Linked DNA regions of Mus musculus: regions 1 and 3 are each linked to region 2. A link is a contact called in public HiCAR-type and HiChIP or PLAC-seq data. All regions are on one chromosome and are shown on one strand. Each heading gives the region's core, a stretch centred on a gene start, on an enhancer-like site or on the middle of the called end of the contact. The rest is flanking DNA. Distances are from core to core; before and after follow the strand shown.

Evidence for each region. HiCAR-type assays count read pairs that join an accessible place to other places. HiChIP or PLAC-seq counts read pairs in DNA pulled down with a chosen protein or histone mark.
Region 1: a HiCAR-type map of embryonic stem cells shows a contact between it and region 2, with 3 times the contacts expected there. The contact joins two enhancer-like sites. A contact is called at or near these places in 1 of 484 Hi-C or Micro-C datasets (embryonic stem cells) and 2 of 115 datasets of contacts at active chromatin or transcription factors (both in embryonic stem cells).
Region 3: an H3K27ac HiChIP or PLAC-seq map of embryonic stem cells shows a contact between it and region 2, with 6 read pairs. The contact joins two enhancer-like sites. A contact is called at or near these places in 4 of 115 datasets of contacts at active chromatin or transcription factors (all in embryonic stem cells).

Annotation. Positions count from the first base shown.
Region 1 is chr15:41,349,629-41,353,534 of GRCm38.p6, forward strand. No RefSeq gene overlaps it. Among named protein-coding and RNA genes, the nearest start is that of Gm41312, 34 kb to the left of the region's middle. Within about 2 kb of position 2,618, at least 11 of the 459 cell types and tissues checked have an H3K27ac peak or open chromatin away from gene starts, as enhancers often do. A contact at or near this core is called in embryonic stem cells, where this site is marked.
Region 2 is chr15:41,881,328-41,885,091 of GRCm38.p6, forward strand. No RefSeq gene overlaps it. Among named protein-coding and RNA genes, the nearest start is that of Abra, 13 kb to the left of the region's middle. Within about 2 kb of position 1,409, at least 12 of the 459 cell types and tissues checked have an H3K27ac peak or open chromatin away from gene starts, as enhancers often do. A contact at or near this core is called in embryonic stem cells, where this site is marked.
Region 3 is chr15:41,161,913-41,165,671 of GRCm38.p6, forward strand. No RefSeq gene overlaps it. Among named protein-coding and RNA genes, the nearest start is that of Gm46502, 10 kb to the right of the region's middle. Within about 2 kb of position 2,324, at least 50 of the 459 cell types and tissues checked have an H3K27ac peak or open chromatin away from gene starts, as enhancers often do. A contact at or near this core is called in embryonic stem cells, where this site is marked.

The sequences.
Region 1 (3,906 bases), core at 1,368-3,867, 530 kb before region 2:
TGGGGCTCTAGTGTTTTTATTCAACTGATTTCTAAGCACATAAGAAAGATATCTCACTATCATTTTCGTCAGCAGCATAGATTGTATCCATGGTGGTTCTTGTCTGTTTATTGGACAATGTAGCCAGTTGTATCAATACAGCTAAATGGCCTGAATTTATCATTCAGAGACCTGGAGAAAGAAAGAAAGTAGCTGGGGCTACTGTGTTCCAGAATACCTTTTCCAAATATTTCCAAAGGCATTCCTCTAAATGTTCAGTGTGGTCCAGAAAGGTCACCAATTACGCCAGCTTCACCTAGTGCTGCCTGTGACAAACAAGGTTCTTATTCAATGCTTACAGACTGAATGAGTAAGACACTGACCTCTTCCAGTTAGTAACCAGAACCATGCTTTTTTCCTTTCTTGTTTCTGAATTGAGTTCACACTCAATTGGAAAAACACTTCCAAATCAGGAACTTGCTCTACTTTAGTTATAGCTTCTTCCTCATTTTCCCTCCCAACTCAGACCAAATGGAGCTTTCCTCAGCCTGATGACTCACTGACTTCCCTTGGGTCTGTTGTTGATGAACTGCAGTCTTCTTGTTCTCCACACATCTTTTCTTCTTAGTAGGGCCATGCTTACATTTCCCTAGAGCAATCTTAGTTCAGTGTTGCCATAAAGCTAGACAGCCTCCAGGAAGCCATATTGTTAGAACGAGATGAGCAATGTATGACCATCATGTTCACAAGATAACGTAAAAGCACATGGTGGATTCTTTTCTCTGCTATTGTCACTGAGAGAGCTGGAGAGTATTAAGTTATTCCACAGCAAGGATCAGGGGCATATCCACTGTGCAGGTGGCATATTTGCATTCTCAGAGGATAACTATTCTAGTTCATAACATATATACCCAAAGGTGAAATGACAATATGTTCATAACAGATATATCTGAAGATGAAATGACAATATGTTCATAACAGATATATCCAAAGGTGAATTGACAATATGTTCTGGACTATTTTTACCAGTAGCTTTCCACATAGGTTAAAGAAAAGACTCTCATGCAAACTTCTCTTCCCTATATATTATGCTCATTTTCTGTCAACTATTGTCTCTCTACAATGCCAGGAGTACTCACGTCATGGAAAGTTTTGAAAAACCCTAATGTCTAGGCCATACATTACCCAAAATATCTGAACATAAAATCTATGAATACCTACTTTCAGTGCTCCCTAATGGCTCCAAGGTACAGACATGATTGAGCTCAAAGTCTTACTGGTTCCTTGCTACTCAAATGGATGGATGAAATTAATCTCATATTCATGACTTGTTAACTTTGTGCACACATGTGAAAGTGTACATGTATCTGTCTTCATTGTTGTATGCATGTGTACATACACATGAGTATAAGCTAGATGCTGATGATGAGTGCTGTTTTTTTTTTTTTTTTTAATTGTTCTCTACCTCAGTTTGAAGGATAGTGGCACACACCAGTTCTGCTTGGAAGCTGATGGTAAGTTCCAGGAATCCTGTTTCTGTCTCCAGTAACAGAGTTATAGGAGCTCACCTCCCCATCAGGCTTCTTGTGTGAGTATTAGGGATTTGAAGAAAGACCCTCATGTTTATGGTATATAAACTGACAACTGACCCATCTCTCCCATCCCTGACTTGAGAACTTGAAAAGTGTCAAATCCCAGGTACACTCTTGAAATTTCTATGTTAAAATCTACAGTTGGAAATATCCTATGATGTCAAATATTCTTAAACTTGAAAACCCAACATTGAGAACATATAATATGTAAAAGATTATATATATGTATATATATACATATATATACCACATTTAATATCCACTGCAGTTATTAAACACATATATCATATAACATAAAAATTAGTCCATTCTTTTTAGTCTCTTGCAATAAAATATATATGTATATGTATTTTATGTACATATATATATAAATCTCATGATGCAGGAGAAAACATTAAAACTGATACTGAGAAAGTTGAGTTTGAAAAACAGGCAATAGAATTTTCTGTATCTTTTTCATAAATGCTCACTGAATGCTTGCAATGTATTCAGTGCTAGAGCACTAAATAATAAAAAAGGGCCTTTATTAGTAAGAAGTGTGTAAAAAAAAAAGATAATATAGATATATTCTAATGTAAGTGCACCAGAGATTAGATAGTTTTATAGGTAGATGATAGATAGGCACTAGCAACTTAAAGTGAAGACATTTAAAAAGATAAAAGTCTAGAATCTGCTTATAAAATAACTCCTTGTTTTATTAAAGCTATAGCTGAGGCCTAAATAGATTTTCATCAGAAAAAAAACAAAAAACAAAAAACAAAAAACAAGGAAAAGACTTGGAAAAAGGGATAAATTATGTCAGAAAAGCAGAAGAATTTCAGACTGCTGGAGAACAAATTAGAAAAGGGACAGAAGAGAGACCCATAGGAAGTAATTACAGACACAAGCATGGACCACTTATGGAGAGTCCTGAAGACCTGATTGGGTTAGGGAAGGTGACCTTTATTTCATGCAGAATGGAAAACTCACTACTAAGACCTACTGATAATGTTTTACTGGAGTAGGAGGAGAAGGTGTGCCCTCCTCCCAGCCTTGAATAGGCTAAACAAAACTCCAAAGGTTTTAGCCTCACCTTATTTGCATTTCCCTACCACAGCCTTGAGGAGTTGATCGCCTGCTGAGCTTGCCTTGCAACAGAAACCAGCTGAAACAAAGAATTGCTCTTTGGGGTTTACCCATATAAAGGCAGAGCTGAAAATAAAACTTTGACCCTGGATCAGAAATCTTTGTCTTGCCTTAATTCTCTAGCCTATCCCTTCCCTTTTTCATACACATCCTTCCTTTCTGGTGTACCCAGTTCTCCATGGCTTCTGGAAAGCTACGGGAAAGGAGAGAGGAGGGAAGGGAAGAATTCAGGATATAGAAAGAACATGAGAGAAGGGGGAGTGGAGGGGAGGGGAGGGGAGGGGAGTGGAGGGGAGGGGAGGGGAGGGGAGTGGAGGGGAGGGGAGGAGAGGGGAGGAGAGGAGAGGAGAGGAGAGGAGAGGAGAGGAGAAGAGACAAGCTTTTATGAGTTCTCCTAGCCTTCAGGCAATGGTGCAAAGATCCATGCCCATTCCATTTTATGCTTTTGCCACATTAAAACAAAAACAAAACAAAACAAAAAGGAAAAAACAAAACAAAACAAAACAAAAAAACAAATCATGGTTCCCCAAGCTACATTATGGGAGAAAACAACCCTGAGCTTCACATGTCAAGAGCATTTTTGTGCTGTGTGACTAGGGAACATAGCTTTTTCATTCATTTTTCTTTAGTTTTAATACTGGGGGAGGGGCTACTTCTAACTGCACAAGAAACTGCATTCAATAAGGACAACCGCCAGGTTCAGTGACTAGTTGGATACCTAAAGTTAAACTTTTAACTAAAGTTAAATTTTTGACTTTTGCTAGTGGCTGTCTATAGGACAAGATACAAAGTTCACATCATCAGATCTCTCTACAACTCTACTCTTTTTTTTCCCACTGTCACTGTTAAATACTACTATTGCTAAAAGACTTCTGATAGTGTCATTTTTGAACCACAAACCACACCAGATATTCTGCAGATCCTGACACATCCTCACTTCTCTATGACACCAGATCCTAACATCCCAACACAAGCTTGGAAAATAGCACTATGGGTTAACAGTACTGCTCAGCCTCACTGTGACCACTTCAACCATGTAAATTAGTTTGATTGTGTGAAGTGATGGTAAGAGCTAGAGTCCATACATCTTACATAAATTGGATGGATGGTATCCTAAGCATATAAAACAAGTATCAGAAATGTGGAACCCTGATGAAATGGGTTCTTCCACACCAATTTAGAATTTTCCTACATTCATGTAAAAGACAAC
Region 2 (3,764 bases), core at 159-2,658:
AAAAACTTGGTAAATGTTGCTATACATATCAAACATGGGGAATGGGGGGAGAAAAGCTATAGTCAAAGCCAGAAAGCAAAACACATGAAAGAACACTTCAACTAATTAAACAAGAACAATCTCTCATAAGACGATAGAAATGGATGAGAAAAAAAAAGCTAACTTCCAGCAAAAAATTGGATAAAAATATGAACAATGAGTTCATTGGAAAAGAATTACGCATGACTCTTAAACACATGAGAACATGTTCACTATTACTCGGAAAAGGACAAATGAATATTAAAAATTACATGAGATCATCATTCTTCTTGGAATCAGAGAGACCCACGACCACAGCAACTTTTATCTGACCTCTGCTGCTATGAGTAACCTGTGGGAAAACCAGGTTCACTGTCCCTGTGGTGTAAACAAAACCATGATGAAAGACAATCTGGCAGTACTTGTCAAACTTACACATATATCCTAGAAATTCCTCTTCTGGGAAATTATCCAAGGGCTTCAAATGCTGTTTGTACAAAGTTATACATTACAACATTTTTCCAGATGGTAAAGTATTGAAAACAACTTAAATCTCCTATAGGGGGCTGATTCAGTCACCATCTAGTCTCCAGAATAGACGACCTCAGTAGCACAAACAGACACAAAAGAGTAACTTTCTGTCAGTTACCTGATAAGAAGTTCCAAGATATTCAAAGTGAAGAAAGCTCTCTGTATACAATGTCTTACATTAAAGGAACAGAAGCGACCATGTGCCACAGCCCGTGCCACGGCCATCGATGAAGCCAAGAGGCTTGAGGAAGGTGAGAGTAAACTTGGATCATGGCAGCCACAGAGGAAGCCACCCATTAGTTAACTTCCACGTGCCAATTGTCACTTTTCTCAGGGCTACCCACCACCCCTCAGCTCAGCTCACTTGAAGACCATGGAGACTGACACTATTCTCTTTTGTATTCCTTCCTCCAAAAGCAATAATAATAATACACATACTATACAAATACTTGTTTAATAAATGAATGCATGGATAGAAATAATTGTGGGAAGCAAGACTGCACTGGGTAGCCTAGGATATTTCAATAATAAAGTAATTTGAAAAGTGAAATAGCAAGAATAAATGATAGCTGGGCCTCAGATTTACCTCGTTTCCCATTCTCCCTTCCCCCATATTGTGTAATTAATAATATTTAATCTCATTTCCAGGACTGTTGTTGATTAGGCCAGGACTGAGAACATTCCAGTTGTCCTGAAATTCCAGAGGGCACCCTGTACCACTCTTTAGACCAAAGAGTCACAGGGATGTTTCCAGATAGCTCTTGCCTTTGTTACAACCCTTTCATATTCTCAGGTCACCCCAGGCTCACAGTCTCTTTCTTCAGCCTCTACTGTATCGCTATTACCATTTCAATGAGTGTTCACTGAGCTACAGGTTAGCACCCTGAGTTGCAAAGGTGAATGCAGAGTCATCTGTGCCTCCCCAGTCAGAGCAATTTAGTGGAGAAAACACCAATTGGTACTAGTTACAAGGGACAATAGGAGTGAACCTCAGACACACACATGATTCTGTGTTAGCTTGGTAGGGCCAACTGTATTAAGTTACCACTACTTGCTTACTTAGGTCAGAAACTACTCTTTCCCAGCTCTGGGGGTGGAAAGTGTATAAGCGGGTGTCTGCAGAGCTGCGCCCCCTCTCAAAGCTGCTCAGAGAACTGTACCTTGCCTTTCCCAGCTTCTCGTGGCTCAATCTTCCTGGAGTGATGACTGCATCACTTCCTGTCCTTCTCTGTGTTGACAAAGGCTGTCTTAGTCAAAGGACATTTTGGGGGTCTTATTCAAAGGACACTTTCCACCACTGAGGGCTGATAGTACAAGAATGGTTGCGGCTGGAGATTTTTAATTTCATTATATCTCCAAAAACCTCTTTGTTCAGCAGGTTTCCCATTCACAGACTGACACGTGGATGTCCGTGTGGAGGGTAACCATTCACCCATTTAGTAAGGGTGGCCTCTTACCATCTTTCAGTATCATACTATGCTTATACTTTTTCATAGATTACAGCACTTTATCAAATGTTAGGTTAAATTAAAATAACAGATGTGAAATCTTGCTTGCGTCTCAATCTTATGCTCTAAGACCTAACATTTCACCAACCCTTTCAACAAAACAAAAGGGACAAGCTAGTGTGAAGAGATGATGAGAGAATATCTCTACTAAATAAGATTCTGACACTGATAGCAAAGGCTGTCAGACACTAAGATATGATAAAACATCCTGTATAATATTTTAAATGTTCCCTCTGTATTTTCTAGGTAGGTTTTGAGTTGAATTAGGACAAGCTTACTAGATAGCTGTGTGACCTTGGGCATGTTACTGAACCTCTCCCTGCTTAAGTACCCTGTCCAAACGGGAGCCATGAATACACATTGGACAGCATTGGATGGCAACATTGTAAAGATTAAATGAGGCGTAGAATGTAAAGATGTCCGGACAGCTCAGTAAATTTGCAGAGAGATTAGCTTCTGTAACAGGAGACTCTCAGGTTTTCAACATGCGGAGATACAAGAAACCAGGCATCCTGCTCTTTCTGTCTTTATCTTCCTGGAGTTAAGTAAGCGCTGTAGGCAATCTCATTGCAGGATGCTAGCTAGCATTGCTTCAAAGACTTGCAAGCCACCTGACAGACAATTGGAAATTCACTATTTTAAGACATTGGACAAAAGTCTGAGGTATGTTAATTTCAGAGTTTCAGAGCCCTCTGACTGGCTTATCTCTTGGGGGTCCCTGCCTCCCCACCATGAGTAGAGATTAAAGCTCTCTCAAAGAGTCAAAGGAAGCTGTGTGGGAAGGTATCTTTGTTTCACATCTGTCAGTCATTTAACACCACTCATACCCCACAGGGAGACTGGAGAGGCTGCCTGAGAGCTAAATTTAAGCTGTTAAGGGTCTAAACACATTTTAGAAGGGGCAGATAACAGCTTCCTGTCTAGAAGAGATGCTAAACCTGGCATTTGCTAGTTCTGTATTCTTTTTGTGAGAATTCTTCTCTCTCACCACACACAGCCCAGGGAGGGGTTATGTGTAGTCAGTTAAGATGCTTTAAGTCCCCATCGAACATTTCTCCAAAGAGAATATTTACCTCTTCAAAAACCAAGGAATGTTTAACCATCTATTCTATTTTCTTTTATTTAAAATGGCTTCTCTGGTAAAATCCTTTAGCTCATTGAAAATTTCCAAGGCAGCCCAATTTCTAAAGTCAATAAGAATCTTCTCATGATAACTGTATTTATGTGACTACAACAACTTCATCATGTATATCTATAGCAAACCATTTTCTTATACAAGTATCTTTAAAACACACAACAAAAAGCACCTTGAACAGGAAGGAACACTTCTATTTGGGAAGAGGAGGTGATGGCCTAGACTCTAGGGCACCATTGTCCAAAATCCTCAGCAGATAAAAATCCACTTTCTATAGAGTATCACTTTTAACCAAAGGTTAGATGCCATATTTTGAGAAATCAGGTTGAGGGAAACAAACTAAACTTGTGTTTGTTTCTTATAAATGGCTGTGAGCAATGTATCTAAAGTAGGATGAAATGTATGTTGTTCATGGGCTCTGGGGCCTGAGCTCTATCTGGAAGCAAGTGTGGCAGAACAGGAGAGTTTCCATTATAGTAGACAGGAAACAGAAAAAAGAGAATGCAGGGAGGGGCCAGAGGATGACACAGCCAGAGGAAACCATCAGGACACCACTGCCATCCTCCCCCAAC
Region 3 (3,759 bases), core at 1,074-3,573, 720 kb before region 2:
TGGATAGCATTGGAAATGTAAATGAGGAAAATACCTAATAAAAAATTAATTCTAAAAAAAAAAAGAATTCATTGTTCAAAAGTGCAAATCTAGATGGCAAATGAAACACAACTCAAGATCACAGAAGGCATAGAACCCCAGACTAAAGGTCAAAATGATGCCCTAAATTCCTTTAATGAACACCACTTTTGCTGTCTCCATTGCTTGCTTTCTCTGAAACCCAACAAGTGACGCGTTTTATTTCTTCCTCTTCCACAACTGGATCCTACTTTATAAAGTCAAGTACCAAGCGGGCTGTTGTAAACAGAAGTATTTAGGAAGCCTTCAGACAGGGAACAAAAACAAAAAAAAACAAAAACGCTGCCCTAAGATGCCTGTATCTTAAAGCAGAGGCTAAATCGCTCCTTTGTTTCTGCCTTGTTTTCCTTTAGTCCTCCATAAAACTCCTAATCCAAGATGAGAGATGTAAACAGGAAGTCGGAACTCCTCCTGGAAAACCCGCTCTCTCTGCTGCGAGGAATCTGAAAAGCACCATTCATCCTAGCAGCAGTGTCCCAGCCAACATTGTAGGAAGCGCTTGGCTTCTGCATTTGGAACATGCATCGAAAGCTTGTTTTCCATTCAGTGCCACAACGACAGGGGCCAGAGCATCTCAGCACATAAAATGCATGTCCTGCACCTTGGAAAGAGCTACTGAACTCATCCCAGGATGAAATGGAAGTCAAAGGGAGGATTTTCAGCTTAACTTAGATGCAGTTTATTCTTTAAGATACTAAGAGTGAGAACAAAACCAATTACCGCAGTATTAGGTAAAAGGTGTTAACTCGTACTTTTACAAAAGATGTTCTGCAGGGTTTGTAGTGGTTAGTGAAAGTTATGTAAGTAGGGGTATGTGTGTGGTTGGGGGAGTGTATGGTTAAATAAATTCAGATGGGAAGTTCAAATAAGTTCATTTCCTTTGGTTGGCCCTGTAAGTAAATTAACTAAGCATTTGGAACTTTGGCTATGGTGGATAAACAAATGTGAAAACGGCTCGCATTCCTTTTTTTCTTTTCTTTCTTAAATTATAAAACTTTCTCTTTGACTGATCATATCCAGGCGCGGTGTGCTCTTCTAGCCACAAGAGGGCAGCAACACTGTATTCTGAACCAAATGCTTCTGTAGATGCGCAAGACTGGCTCCAAATAAGTGATTCTCAAACTGTGGGTCGCGACCCGCAATTTTTTCAAGGGGGCTCCTAAGACCATCAGAAAACACAAACATTTACATTCATGCTACTAGCAAAATTACAGCTATGAAGTAGCAATGAAAATAATTTTATGGCTGGGGAACATGTTACAAGATGAGATACTATATTAAGTGATACCAAAATTAAGTTGAGAATCACTACTCTAAATAATCATACTAACAGTATAATAAATATATGTCCTTCTCCAAATGGCTTTTTGAATTCTGATGGTATTTTATGGCTGAAGATTTTTGAACTAAATGCCTTCAAAATATGTCCGTACAAATGAGACTATAAGAAACATGTAATAATTTTAGTAAGTGAATTTCAATGCCTTAAAGGAGCAAATATTTTAAAGGTTCTTTAAAATTCATTTTTAAAGATCACAATGTTAAAATTACCACAGTGACCTTTCCAATAATTTTTAATGCTCTTAAAGTGAACATGGAAGAGTTAACATTTGTTATGGTTACAGACCTTTTTATTTTAAAAAAAAACCATATTTTAAAACAGTGAAGTCAGTAAATAAGAAAACTTGTGAGGAATAGTTCTAATAACAGACACTGTTTGGATAGCTACCTGTCTGGATATTGAAACTGTTTTTCTTTTCTGTTTAGGATAAAGTAGTTGCATTATTTAGCCACTAGGTGGTGCTGCTCTTTAAATAACTGCCGCAGATACTTTGTAGCCCTACAGGAAGTTCATGTAATTAATGGAGAACCGAGAATTTTTCACAAAAGAACGGAATTGCTTATTCGAACAACCTCAGCCCACAGCAGTTACTCATTTTTATCCTTGAACTTGCTCCTTCCATTTCTCGGGCAACAAAAACAACTGCCATTTTATTACCTTCGACTTTATGAAAGTAAATGAAAACTGTTTCCCAATTCGAAGGGAAGCAGAGAATTCAAAGGATTCACCCACCTAATGGTGTGTTGAAGAGGCCAGTTCAGGACCTTTGGAAAATGCCACCAGACCCCTCCCCTCCTGGAAGAAAAAAGGTCATGGAACACTTAGGCACCCCTCCCCTCCAGAAAGGAGGGGCTAATTAACATTCCTCAGCCAAGGTGGGGCGGGAGACACTGATCAACCTCTACCTGCAGGCTGGGGAGGTCCAAAGGAGGTAAACACATTCTGTAGGACAGACCTACAGACAAGGCCACCTACAGACAAGGGAAGTTCTTGCCACCTCATTCCCCTAGTGACCAATCAGTTTAAAAATTACACTGTTCTGCCAATCACATTGTGACTAATGGCTGCTGCTCCGAAAACTGTATAAAAAACTCCCTGACTGGGCTGCTTGAGGCTGCCTCTCCTTCCGGTGCAGGATGACCCCAAACGCATTGGAACAATAAATTCCTCTTGCTTTTTGCATGCTTCCCCCACTCTGAGTGGTTCAATCAGGGGTCCCCAGTAAGCTAAGGCTCATCAGAGTCTTACAATGCCATCTTCAGATTCCAAAGTAACTAGATGTGCTGGGAGCGCAAACTTAATCCCTATTCATCAAAAGTCGCTCTGTTTAATTTTGGTCGCACAAATGACATCGTTATAAATAAACCTAATATGCTATCAGTCAATTATAAATGTTCAACTATTTCATAATAAAATACATTTCATAGTGGTCACTATTTGTATAGCTGAAAAAAATCCATCCTATTATGAAATATGGCAAAACTGATATGGGTTAATAACGTGTTGTAAAACTACTAATGGATAAAAACGTCTGACACTGAAGTCTACAGAAGCAGTGGGAAGGTTTTAGGTTCATTTTCCTCCTCGTCTAGTCATTAAATTAACCACCTCCAGGTTTTCACCTCAGTCCCCAGCTTGGAGGAAAAACAAAGAACAAGAAACTGCACCCATTTAATTCCAGAAGCTACATACAGCCTTCTTTTGTTGATATTATCAAGGAAAAAAACCTACCACCCCCACCCCCCACCCCACCCCACCTACGCCCACCCCTTCCGCAGTGATGGCTAAGTATCCTTGAACTTCCGTGCTTCCGAACCCATGTAGAAGTTCATGCTGCTAAATTCAGAATTCCAGGCCTTAACAGTCTTGATGAAGCTGACTTGCTACCTTGGCCCTTTCAGCCCTGTTGCTCCTGGGCCGGAGCACCTCTAACCATGGTGGTTGAGGTCCAGAGGCGGCGGTAGCTATGAATGCTGGGGACTGATGGGAGAAGGGTGGACTAGTCAGCTGCGGTGTATGAAAAAAATCAATTAAGTCTGCAGTTATTTCCAGGGGCTGTTTTGACAGTGGGTAAACGTCTACACCTATTTCTCAAGTTGCACCCAAGTTGTATTAGATCTCTATATATTGTTTGAGGCCCTGAAATATATTTTTAGTACTTGAATTCTTGATTATCCAAGTAAGCAAGCCAATTTGTGGTTGTTAAGGGTTTGTTGTTCATTTCTTTTCTTGTCTTTTTCGTTTGTTTTGGTTTGGTTTGGTTTTGGGTCAACTTGACAGAAGCTGGAATTATTTTGGAAGAGGGAACCTTAATTGAGAAGTTGCCATCAACAGATTGG